Linked DNA regions of Mus musculus: region 2 is linked to region 1. The links are chromatin contacts, called in public Micro-C maps. All regions are on one chromosome and are shown on one strand. Each heading gives the region's core, a stretch centred on a gene start, on an enhancer-like site or on the middle of the called end of the contact. The rest is flanking DNA. Distances are from core to core; before and after follow the strand shown. Region 1 overlaps Ica1 (islet cell autoantigen 1). Region 2 overlaps Ica1 (islet cell autoantigen 1).

Region 1 (5,439 bases), core at 1,717-4,216:
GGAGATCTCATGTGTAGTCCCAGCTTTATCTCTGTTGCTTTGCTTATCACCCCCTCTCCTTTTGACCACAGGACATTAGAGGAAACGTCTGTCTCATTATCATCAGAAAGTGTTCCTATGATGCTCTTTTAAGTGCTGTGCAAATAATTTGCACCTGGTTTTAGTCCTAGTGGAGACCTGGAGGATCTGAGGGTCGGTCTCCTCAAAGAGCAGTCGGCTGGCTTAGCTCTTAACTGCAAGTCTGTGATTACTCCCTGGGGACCCTCTCAGACCTCTGCAAGAGGTTAGGAGGAAGGGGAAGTAAGTGTGTGACATATTTTCACTGGGGATTTCTTTAAGATCTCATTACACACTCTATCAAGAACTGAGATAAACTAATCTGTCTCTATCAGTCTTGTCCCATCTAGTATCCTCATATGACCTCCATCATGATGGCTTGAGGTTCTCTCTTGTCTCAGTATGTCAAATCGCTATAAGCTAGGGGTTATAAGGGCAACCCACGTAGAATTCAATCAAGGTTACCTATAGTAATAACCTATTAGGATTACTCTTTGGAGAACTGTTGGGTTTAGATTACTTAGTCTTGCCATTACTAGCTGTTCCTATGTGTACGAGTTGTATCTCATATATTATGACATAATACATGCATAGACTCTGTCATTACAAAGTAATGCACCCATTGGGTATTATGCTGAGAAATAGGGAGATGAACTGAAAGCATGAAGTGCTTCGTTCACTATCTTAAGAGTTCAGTGTCATTTAGAGCAAGGATCAAAGACGATTTAAGTAACTCCCATCCCATTCTGTGTCTTCGCTCCTGCCAGTTTTGAGACTTTTCAGCCACATGGCGAACACATTCCTAGCTGCTCCCTGCTAGGAGGTACCCTAATAGAGAGACATTTATCCCAGCTTCTGACGTCGCCACCTGTTGGGAAGGAGGAGAGGCATGGATTATCAGCCAGTGAAGTGGATGCTCACGTGGAATGATTTATAGGAAAGAGTCCCAGCTCATTTATAAATCACTGGCATGAGGCGCTCCTTTGAAAATTCTCTTCTCATCTGGAAGACACTTTGGCTGTCTAATCATGGTTTGGGGGGAGTTAGGGTGGGGGGAACAGAAGTAGAGGGAAGAGCTCCAGTGAGGCTGAACGGGGGGGATTTCAAGCCCATGAAGGGAAGGGAAGGGAAGGGAGAAGGGAAGGGGAAAGGGAAAGGGAAAGGAAGGACCTAGCCTTTGACAGGAAGAGCTAGGAAAGGCAGTGATTGTAATGGTAGAGAGACTGGGCCTGGGTATGACCTCCTGTGGGCCTGCGTCTTTGAAGGGTGAAAGGAGAAACCGCAGATGGCTCCTGGCCCGTGGGACTTAAAGGGAACCCTCCGGCAGACACCAGAAGGCACCTTGCTTCAGTCTGATTTCTGAAATAGCCAAGCTGCTTCTCGGTTGAGGGAGACAGACAGCATGTGCCGTTTTGAGTACCTCTGTGAGCTGTAGCCATTGCTGGAGGTGCCCTGAAGATGGAAATTAGTTAACTGAGTCTCAGGCCAAGGTTTGTGTTAGCCAGCCCTTCAGGGGACATGAAATTCCCCAAGGATCATGGGATTTGTCCCTCCTGAGGTGCTCATTGAGAAGGTGGGTTTGTTCATGTTTCTTCTTCTTTCCCCAGAGCCTGCCAAGGCTGCCTCGGACCTGACTGCCTGGTTCAGCCTCTTTGCTGACCTCGACCCCTTATCAAACCCTGATGCTGTTGGGAAAACTGATAAAGAACACGAATTGCTCAATGCATGAGTCTGCAACCTTCAACAGGGAGCCCTCGGGCCACTCCGCGGCACCTCATCCAGGGCTTGCAGAAGTCTAATATGCTCAGTGTGCTGTTTTAATATTTACATGCCATTTTAATAAAATGAGAGGGTCAAGGCCCTGTTTCTATCGCTATAGTTATTCACTCCTGTTTGGTTTGTATGTAGTCCGTGTGCATTGAACAGTAGAGGAGTACACAGGGGCCGCTGGCAGGCCACTGCTTACTCTTGCTGACACCCAAAATCCAAGGCTAAATCACACACCTGCATGTGGACTTACACACGTCCTCAGGGGCACCAGGAGGCTCAAAGTGCTTTCTCACGTCCCCATCCCTCTCAGAAGAGGTGTCAGGAAGAGCCCTTCTGCCATGCCACTGTCCACTGAGCTCTGGATGAAGATCCAGACAACCGAAGACACTGTCCCCTGCCACACTTGACTGCGGCCACGTGCCACACTGGCAGAGGAGTGGGGCTGCTTTCTGCTGCATGGACCTTTCTATTGAAGGCAGCCATCCTTGCACATCCTAGTGTCTCCTTTTATCTTTTCCGTAGCTGAATTCAAAAGCATAAACTCCAGGAGCCTCATGGAACCTTTTTTTTTTTAAACAGAAAATTTTAAACATTAAGACAACATTTGCTATACAAACTCAAGTCGTGGATTCTGTGTGGAGACCCAGCTGTGCTAAGAAAAGCATCATTGAAGGTGCAATAGAGGGGCAGGGGGCCCCATGGGCAGTTCTGCAGCTATTGGTCAGAACTGTACATCCCCAAATAAGGCAGCCAGCTACAAGGGCTGCCTGGGACTTTTGTAGGACCAAGAAATAGTGGTAATTACAGATTCACATGTAGCCACATCAACAACTTAGATACCCTGTCAGACTCCCAGACCCCAGAGTTTCTCTATGTCACAGGTAACCTGCTAAGTTAGGGCCCTCTCACATGCCCTCATGTAGACCTAAGCAATGCACAGAAGGCCCTGTGTAAGTTAGTGGTCCAGAAAAAAAGGTTCTCTGTGCTTAGGCCTCTTGAGGGCTCCTGTTGCCTATCTCAGAGAAGGCTCCCTGGGCTTCCTTCAGAAACTCACCCTCAGAAAGGACCTGCCTGCAGTTCTAAAACCACTCTGAGGGCTGGAGACACGGGCCGTTACAGATGTCTTCTTGGTAAAGGAAATGTCTGGGAGCCAGCTGAGGGCCTGGCTTGGGTAGCTTTCCCTGGCTTTGCTGTCTTGTGCTATCAGAGGTCTTGTTGCCAGAATCGTCTCTGGCAGATTTCTCAGCTCCACGTTAATACACTTTGAGGTTGTCACGATACAGAATCAGAACCCAACCTCACACTCCTCTAAACACAGGCATGCTTGCCACCCCTTTAATGTACCGTCCCAGGGGCCTGTGTGCTATGTGAGACTCCATGACAGCCTTCTTCAGTCCTCAAGAGCTTCCTCACAGTCCACCTCCACCATGAGAATGTGGAGCCTCTACCTGCACCTTCAGTTCTCCAAGGATGAAGCTCTACTGTCTCCTGAGAGTTTGGCTCCTGCCCTACCGCTCTCCTCCAGCCATGCCAGGATGGTGCTTCCTAGCCTTGACAGATACGTGCTTTAGACACATGCCTCTACCATTAGACAGTGCCACTTGCGTGGATTAATGATCGCCAGGTCAAGTTGCCCAGCATGGAATGAGGAGTAAGGGTTCTAGTTTCATCCCAGGTCACATTTGTTTGTAGCCATGGAAACCCCAGAAGTCACAGTGAGGAGCTGAATCTGGAAGGCCTGTCTGGCTCCGTCTAGGCGATGGGAAGGCATGGAGGTTGAGGGAGGTAGAGTTTGGAATAGGATAAGCAGTAGGAGGCTGCCTTTTAAAACTGATCAGTGAGTGGGGGGTAGTGGATCACAGTGGTTGAATAAGCTTTGCAACCGGAAAAGGAAAGGGTTGCTCATGGAGGCATTTTCTCCCCAAATTGTCTTTATATTTCTCATGAAAAGGAAAGAAAAGAAGAAGACTCAGTCTCCTTTCCCATCTGCAATCCACTGGGGCAGCCTCTTGATCCCTGTTGAGAGGCACGTTTTGACCCTGCTCACACAAAGCCCCTTGACCACCTCTCCTAAGTAAGGGGAAGCAGCTGCCACCTGGCTCTCTTGTAAGAGCCCCGTACACCCGCCTGGCCAAGAGGCTTCCTCTGGGACCCACCTTGGGGTCTCCCCAACTGCCCACACAAGTGTGATCTCTGCCATGAAGGAGACAATATGTCTTTACCCTCTTTGCCAAACAAGTCTCGCTTCATCTCCAACTCCCTTCGGGCAGCCTGAGCCACCGTTACAATGGAGCTTGAGCTACAGGTAGACCCAGGCTCTCCTTGGCTTTCTGGCTATTTCTGATGGCTTCAGCATGACCCCCGGTTCCCCTCCCTTTTCCTCAGCTAACAGATAAAGAACGCACACACTGTAAGGAGGGACGAGGCATGATTCTGTTTGTGCCTGCCTTCTTTCCCCAACTGGCACTGGCTCTCGGTTCACTTTACAGATTCATTCCCCTCGAAATGTAATTTTAGAAATGTCAAGTTGATTTTGAGTTCTGGGTGAGTGAAAAAACCAATCCATCAGCCTCAGAATTAGAAAGTACTGATTTAGAAAGAGCCAGCATGTTTGATTTTTTTGGTTTGGTTTGGTTTGGTTTGGTTTGGTTTGGTTTGGTTTTGGTTTGGTTTGGTTTGGTTTGTTTTTTTGGTTGTTGTTGTTGTTGTTATTGGAAGTTTTTGCCCAAGAAAATGTATTCTGCTTGAAGCCAGCACCTCTGGGTATGAAGGAGCAAATCCGTTGTGCATTCGCCAATTTTTATAGCTGGTGTGGGGCCAAGGGCTGAGGGCCCTGAAGCCACTTTGGGAGGCTGCCCACCTACTAGATGCCACTTCCCAGACCCCTCCTGCCTATTGTCCCACCGGGCAACTTCTGGAGACAACACCGACTTCCCCCTTTTAGGAGGTGCTGCAGGAAGACTCCACCCCAGAACCAGTATCTGGCGAGGGCTCATGGACAAATACTAATTGATTTTTCCAATATATCAGTGCTGCGCCTGGCTTTGTGATCAACTAGTGTCCGCCACAAAAGCCAGTTAATCCTCTGCTTCCTGCTCTAATTAGAGGCAGCTTTCAAGCCCTGGGACTGGGATTCTCAGTGCAGTGATGTAAGTAGGTCTCTTCAGATTTGTTGGAACACAGATGCCAACTTGGAGGCAAATCCATACGATTGACCATGGCTGCCAAGAAACCTGCATTGGGAAGGCTTCTAATAAATGATAAATGTTTATGGTAGATGTGGGGCAGGCAACACTGCCTCAGACCTTGCCTTTCATGAAGCTTGTAAAGTTAACTTTCTTATCGAAGGAAACCAGTATTCTAGAACCTTCAGAGAGGGGTAAGAACAAAAAAGTTCAGAGACTAGTCATTACCAAAATCCATCCAAACTCAGGCTGACCTAAACACCAAACCAGTAAAGCTATCGTTTAGGAGGTGGAGGCAGGAGGATCACGAATTCAAGGTCACCCTTGGCTATTTAGTCAGTTTGAGACCAGCCTAGCCTAAATGAGGGCCTGTCTTAATTAATCAGTTAATTGATTAATTACTATCTTTAATGTATGACAACAGGCT
Region 2 (5,439 bases), core at 1,202-3,701, 110 kb before region 1:
AGCCTATCTGAAAAAACTGACACACACTGTAGACCCTCAGTAACTGTGGCTTTCTTCTTTCCCAACTCACTTAAGAAAAAGTCCAAGCCTTAGTCTTGTTTCCACTAGAACAAACTGTAGGTTTTGATTGAGGTGTAATAAAGGTGGCCAGGTCAAGGATACCCAAGTCATGCCTATCCCATTCCACCCTCCACACAGGGCCCAAAATTCAGCAACAGAAGAGACGGAGTAGCCAGGAATGGAAACAGGAATGGCCACGCTGTGACTATCCTTCACTGACACGGGCTTGTTGCAACTTCAAATAAATACTGTCCAGGCCTGAGGCCGCCCAGCAACACAAATGGAGTGCTTCCCAATGGTCCAGTTCACTGAAAATGAAAGGATCAGAATGTGGGCAATCTCTGGTTGATCCCACCTTCACTCACATTTTGATTAGTATCTGTCTCCTGACAAGACATGTGCGTTTTAGACAGTGGTCTAAGTTCATGGGTTTATGATGCGTGCAGAATATCAGAATTTGGAACTGTTCTTTTCCTTTGTTTTATGATTATATCTATGCCCTCTTGTACAGGTTGGCCTTGAGAAACCCTTTGTGTCGATTTCACCAAGAAGTAGAAACTTTTAGACATCGGGCCATCTCTGATACCTGGCTGACAGTGAACCGCATGGAGCAGTACAGGACAGAATACAGAGGAGCGTTGTTGTGGATGAAGGATGTGTCTCAGGAACTTGATCCAGACCTCTACAAGCAAATGGAGAAGTTCAGGAAGGTAAGAAGTTTTTTGAGGGTTGTCAAAATGGCCACCTTGCTAGAAGGCAACCAAGTGTGATTTGAATCCCTCTGGTAAAACAGACATAACTCAAAAGCACCAAGGATACAATTAACCATTGCTGACATTTTTTTAAAAATGTGACAGAATAGCAATTAATGTGATATATAATTCTCTAAGGATAAGAGAGGAGACAGCTGGAAATTGCTGGGATTTTGTAGCTGGTTTTAATTGAAGTCAGATTTTCATATAATGTGCACTTTTTTTTATAAGGTTGTCACTTGTAGATGTCTCTTCATGCATAACTAAAAATCCAGAGCACATACATCTAGAAAGTGAAACTAGGCTGTTTAACAAGTCTTTCTAATTGATGATTCATGTTGAAACCAGCAAAACAATAACAGTTCTTTTATGACATATTCAGAGGCTCTGGGATATAGTTGTGTGGTTAGCTAGAATGGTATTGACTCTCCCTGCTATTGATCCCTTCAGAAATTTCTCTGAGCAACATTAGAGCAAAAGAAAATGAATATTCTGTTTAATTTTCCTGAGGAATAATAATCTTCGGTTCCTTAAAAAAGAAAAAAATAAGAAGAAAAATTACATTGTGTTAATGTAGCCAGTCGGAGCCTTTTGTCCACAGGAATCCAACCTACCACTGGGTGGCAGCCGTACACTGAACATGTGAACATGTGGCCTGATTCTGTAGTGGTTTGTACAATCTTGGTAGTTCTTTGTTTGGGCAACTGAGTGTGTTTTAGGGCATAAAAGAAAAAAAGGGGCCAAATGTTGGGCTTGGCATAATATTGTGTCAACTCCCTTAGTCACTTCAACTGATCCATTCATAATTAGAAATGTTGTTTAAAAGGCTTAGACTCCTTTTTAGGGACATCACTTTGGAACTATGAACCTGGAACCCTGGCTGGTATGTAGAAGGTTGAGCCGGGAGTCAAGGAACAGACCAAAAGAGCTTCTCTTGTTCAAGACAGTGGTCACTGCTTCTTGACCTAGGTACTAGAGCAACAGAAATTCCTCTGGAAGTTTTTCTTGGTTTGTAGTTCAGACTCCCTCCCTGTGAAGGGAACCAGCCTCATTTTCTCTCCTTTTTTTTTTTTTTTTTTTTTTTTAACATGTCAGCATAAGCCTTCTCTGAAAGGCAGGCTGGCTGCCCAGGCAGAGGTGAGACTGTGAAGTTTATCTCATCTTCGAAGAAGATGTAAATGGAACTCATTCATCCTTTGAAAGAGAAAAAAAATATCAGACGTCATGGTAGTAAACAAATCAAATGTTTTTGGTTCGGTAACTAGATGCTGGTGACCCCAGGCTGTTTTGCAAGTTTTCTGACTTCGTAATTAGGCCAGTCATTTATTTTGTCATTAGTATTTTATTTGGGGATTGAGGATAATGGGGGTGGAATTGGTATTAGGAAAAAGAAAGAATGAGAGAAAAAAAAAAAACTGACTCCAGAGCACATTGCTGATGACGTGCAGCCTTAATGTTTACCATAATCAACACACATTTTTTTTTCTTTTGTAGAAAGACCCATGGTAGGTAGCTAACCTGAGGTCGAACAAGGAAATGGAAGCCAGAATCTTTGAAAATAGATACAATTTCCCCACCAAGAGACAAAGGAAGTCAAACAGTATACCTAGAAGTGGCACAGGCAGTTTCATAGTAACACCTGCTTGCAAGCCCTTTGTTCAGTGCAGAGTTTCTGGGTCCCTCCAGTGTGCCAGGACAAGAAAACAGTTATTCTGGAAGGCCAAAGAATTTTGTGGGTGTTTGTGTTTATCTGGTTTTGTTTGGTGGGAGGTGGTTGCTAGCTGTTTAAGACTGAAACAGAAACCAAGTTCTTCGTCATTTGGTTTGAACATAGAAACATTTGCCATCGTTTAATGCCATCAATCTCCATCCTGGAAAATATGGGTAGGTTTGGTTTTTATTTTGAATCCTTTACTGCGAAGTAGTAGCTGAAGCTGTGCCTGCCCCCCCTAATCCTGTGTGTGCTGGATTCAATTTAATAGCTGGATGTGGTGAACTTGGACTTGGGGATAGAATATTTTTGAGAGAAGAGTGATCTTCAAGCGTAATTTTTGGTTATTCTTGACTCGAGGAGAACAGGAGACTGCATTGGTTCTCTCCAGAGCCTAACCCCAGAGTCAGTCCTGTGCCCAGCCCCAAGTTGGCACTTACATGGCAAGTCTTCCAGGCAGAGTCTAAGGGGCCAGAGGACCTCTCCTTAGATCACTTACCATCCCCATTGCATGTAGGTGACCTCCTGGTGCCTTGGAAATCAGCATATGTGATTGCTCAGGTAAAAACAAAAAGCAGGACTGTGTGGTTTGCTGCTGTCTCTGGAATGCTCTAAAATGCAAGTTTTCGGTTCTGCTACAGTGTATTTGCAAATTAACTCTACGTTAGCTTTAGAGTCCTGTGCAGGTGAGATCCCATCTTAAATAGAGTCTCTGTTTATCTCCCAGGAGTGTGTTACCTAAGTCACTGGCCTCAAAGACTCAAGGTGTGTCTGTAAGGCATTGTCTCCTCAGCTTTACCTCCTCCTCCCCAGTGCAGCTGATAAAGCCAGGACTTCACGTATTCTAGAGGAGACAAAGTTCTAATTTTTACTTTCATGGTTATGACCCCCTATTTGGAATTTTCAGAATGTGTCCATTCATTCATTTGCATAGTCAACAAATGATATTGAAGCCCAGTTACATGCCAGCTACCACAGAGGAGTGTAGCTCCTGTCTCGTGTGATCATTTGGGCATGAGACAAGTAAACAGGAGGCAGTGTGTTGAATGGTCATCTGAGTTGAAATAGTACTACAAATAAAAAATCTAGACAGGGCATCCCAGATGAGGCAGCACCCCTCCCCCCAACAATAACAAAGAATGAACAATAGTATGGTAGTTCTTGTTTGTCAACTTGACGTCTAGAATCACCTAGGAGCTGGTCTCTGGGCTGAGCCTGACAAGATAGTGTTATCTTAATTACATTCATTGATGTGGGGAGACCCATCTTAATTGTAGACTGAACCATTTCATGGCTTGGGTCCTGGAGTGAATGAAGAAAAGAGGGAGAGTTGAGAGAGCAGACGATTTTCTTCTGCCTGTGAGAGCAATATGACCAGCTACTTCAAGCTCCTGCCGCCTTGATTTGCTTTTATGATAGGCTGTGCCTTGAACAATAAGCTAAAAGAAACCCATCCGCCATACAGTTGCTTTTGTCAACAGAAAAGAAACCAAGACAAATAGAAAGGACCTGGACAGAGGGGTGGGAAACAGCAGTGGTTAGCTGAGGAGTCAATGTGGGCAAAGGCCCGAGGTAGAAGCAATAGAACTCCTAGAAGCAGCATCAAGTGATGTAAATGTAGAGACATAGGTGCCTAAGCAACATGGCCTGAGAGACAAGCAAGACTAGAGAAAGAGATATAGATACACAGACACACATGCACATGCGCGAATGCGTGTACGCGCGCACACGCAAACATATTCTAGGCCTTCTAGGATCTGTGAGTGATATATGGTGGGATTCTTAGACCTGTCTGACTCCATTTGAAAGTACAAAATACACACACACACACACACACACACACACACACACACACACACACACAAATCTGTAAGGAGGGAGTGGAAAAAGTGTTGAGAAAGGGATGGGTGTTACAAAATTTGTGTTCACAACTCAGTCAGATGTCATGTTAGAACAGGGAGCAGAAGAGTAGAAACCAAATAAAATATGGCACACCTGGGTCCTGGCAGGATGAAGACCAGAGAGAAACACAGTCTGACCTCTGGTAGACTCAGTAAAGCGTCACTTTGATTACAAAGCCAGAATAAACATAAATGAAAGTCAAATTGGAAGGGAATTTTCACCTCCAACATTGGGTTAATTTCCCCCCCTAGCATTTCTCAAATGTCTTGAAACCTTTTATACAGCACAGTCACGAGTGCGCAAGACAGAGCTGGTGAGTGAAAGTTTCACATAAAACAAAGCAAATGATCTGGCACTCTCTGAAGCCCAGGGGCTAGAGATGGCTCCGCACATCAACATTAGGAGTTGTGACTAAGTGTTCCTGTCAGAGAACTGAGGACACAGAGACCAAAGCTTGCTCCTAGCCCTCTGCAAGAGCCCTGCTAGTCATCTGCTCCTTGTCAAAATGACTCGGAGAAAAGAGATATATGGAGAGTCAGGGCCACATGGAGCAGCTCTCCAGGCTACCTCGTAGGAACCCAAGGGTGGATTTATGTAGGTGGGGCTGCTTGTCCCTGTACTGTAGGAGGCTCCTCCTCACATCATGGTTCACCCTAGTACCACGCGGTATTTTATGAGTGAGGTTAGTGTGTGATATATGTGCCCTTTGAAGGTAGAGTAAGAGGGTAGGATTTAAAAATAGAACCCAGCTTCTCATAGCAGATTACATCAGCTGAAGCTGAGAGCCCAGCAGAGCCTCTGAAGTCTGTGCCCTTGAGAGCCTCTGTGGTCAATTAAGTGTCTTGTTTTTCTTGAACGTCAGAAATGGGATGGGAGGTAATTATTCTAAATGGAATAAAAGCTAGCCTAGGTGTAAGAAAATAGTTCTGAAGCCTCTAAAGAGATAGCATGGAAATGTATATGTGGGCATTTGTAGGACTCAGCCTTTATAGTCAAGGGTGCAGGAACCACTGC

The links. A called contact is a pair of places that touch in the nucleus more often than the background predicts.
Region 2: a contact with region 1 is called in a Micro-C map of the G1E-ER4 cell line, with 2.4 times the contacts expected there. The contact joins two enhancer-like sites. A contact is called at or near these places in 2 of 15 datasets of contacts at CTCF or cohesin (CD8 T cells and large pre-B cells), 11 of 484 Hi-C or Micro-C datasets (B cells, the G1E-ER4 cell line, centrocytes and 5 more), 3 of 115 datasets of contacts at active chromatin or transcription factors (CD8 T cells, effector CD8 T cells and extraembryonic endoderm stem cells) and 2 of 9 other capture datasets (adipose tissue and pancreatic islet).

Annotation. Positions count from the first base shown.
Region 1 is chr6:8,627,023-8,632,461 of GRCm38.p6, reverse strand. It overlaps Ica1 (islet cell autoantigen 1), which reads left to right. Exons shown (of 14, transcript NM_010492.3): 14 at 1,665-1,935. The coding sequence ends at 1,786. Among named protein-coding and RNA genes, the nearest start is that of Gm35621, 6.4 kb to the right of the region's middle. Within about 2 kb of position 2,966, at least 9 of the 459 cell types and tissues checked have an H3K27ac peak or open chromatin away from gene starts, as enhancers often do. A contact at or near this core is called in the G1E-ER4 cell line, where this site is marked.
Region 2 is chr6:8,732,348-8,737,786 of GRCm38.p6, reverse strand. Ica1 (islet cell autoantigen 1) reads left to right here. Exons shown (of 14, transcript NM_010492.3): 6 at 572-770. Among named protein-coding and RNA genes, the nearest start is that of Ica1, 43 kb to the left of the region's middle. Within about 2 kb of position 2,451, at least 59 of the 459 cell types and tissues checked have an H3K27ac peak or open chromatin away from gene starts, as enhancers often do. A contact at or near this core is called in the G1E-ER4 cell line, where this site is marked.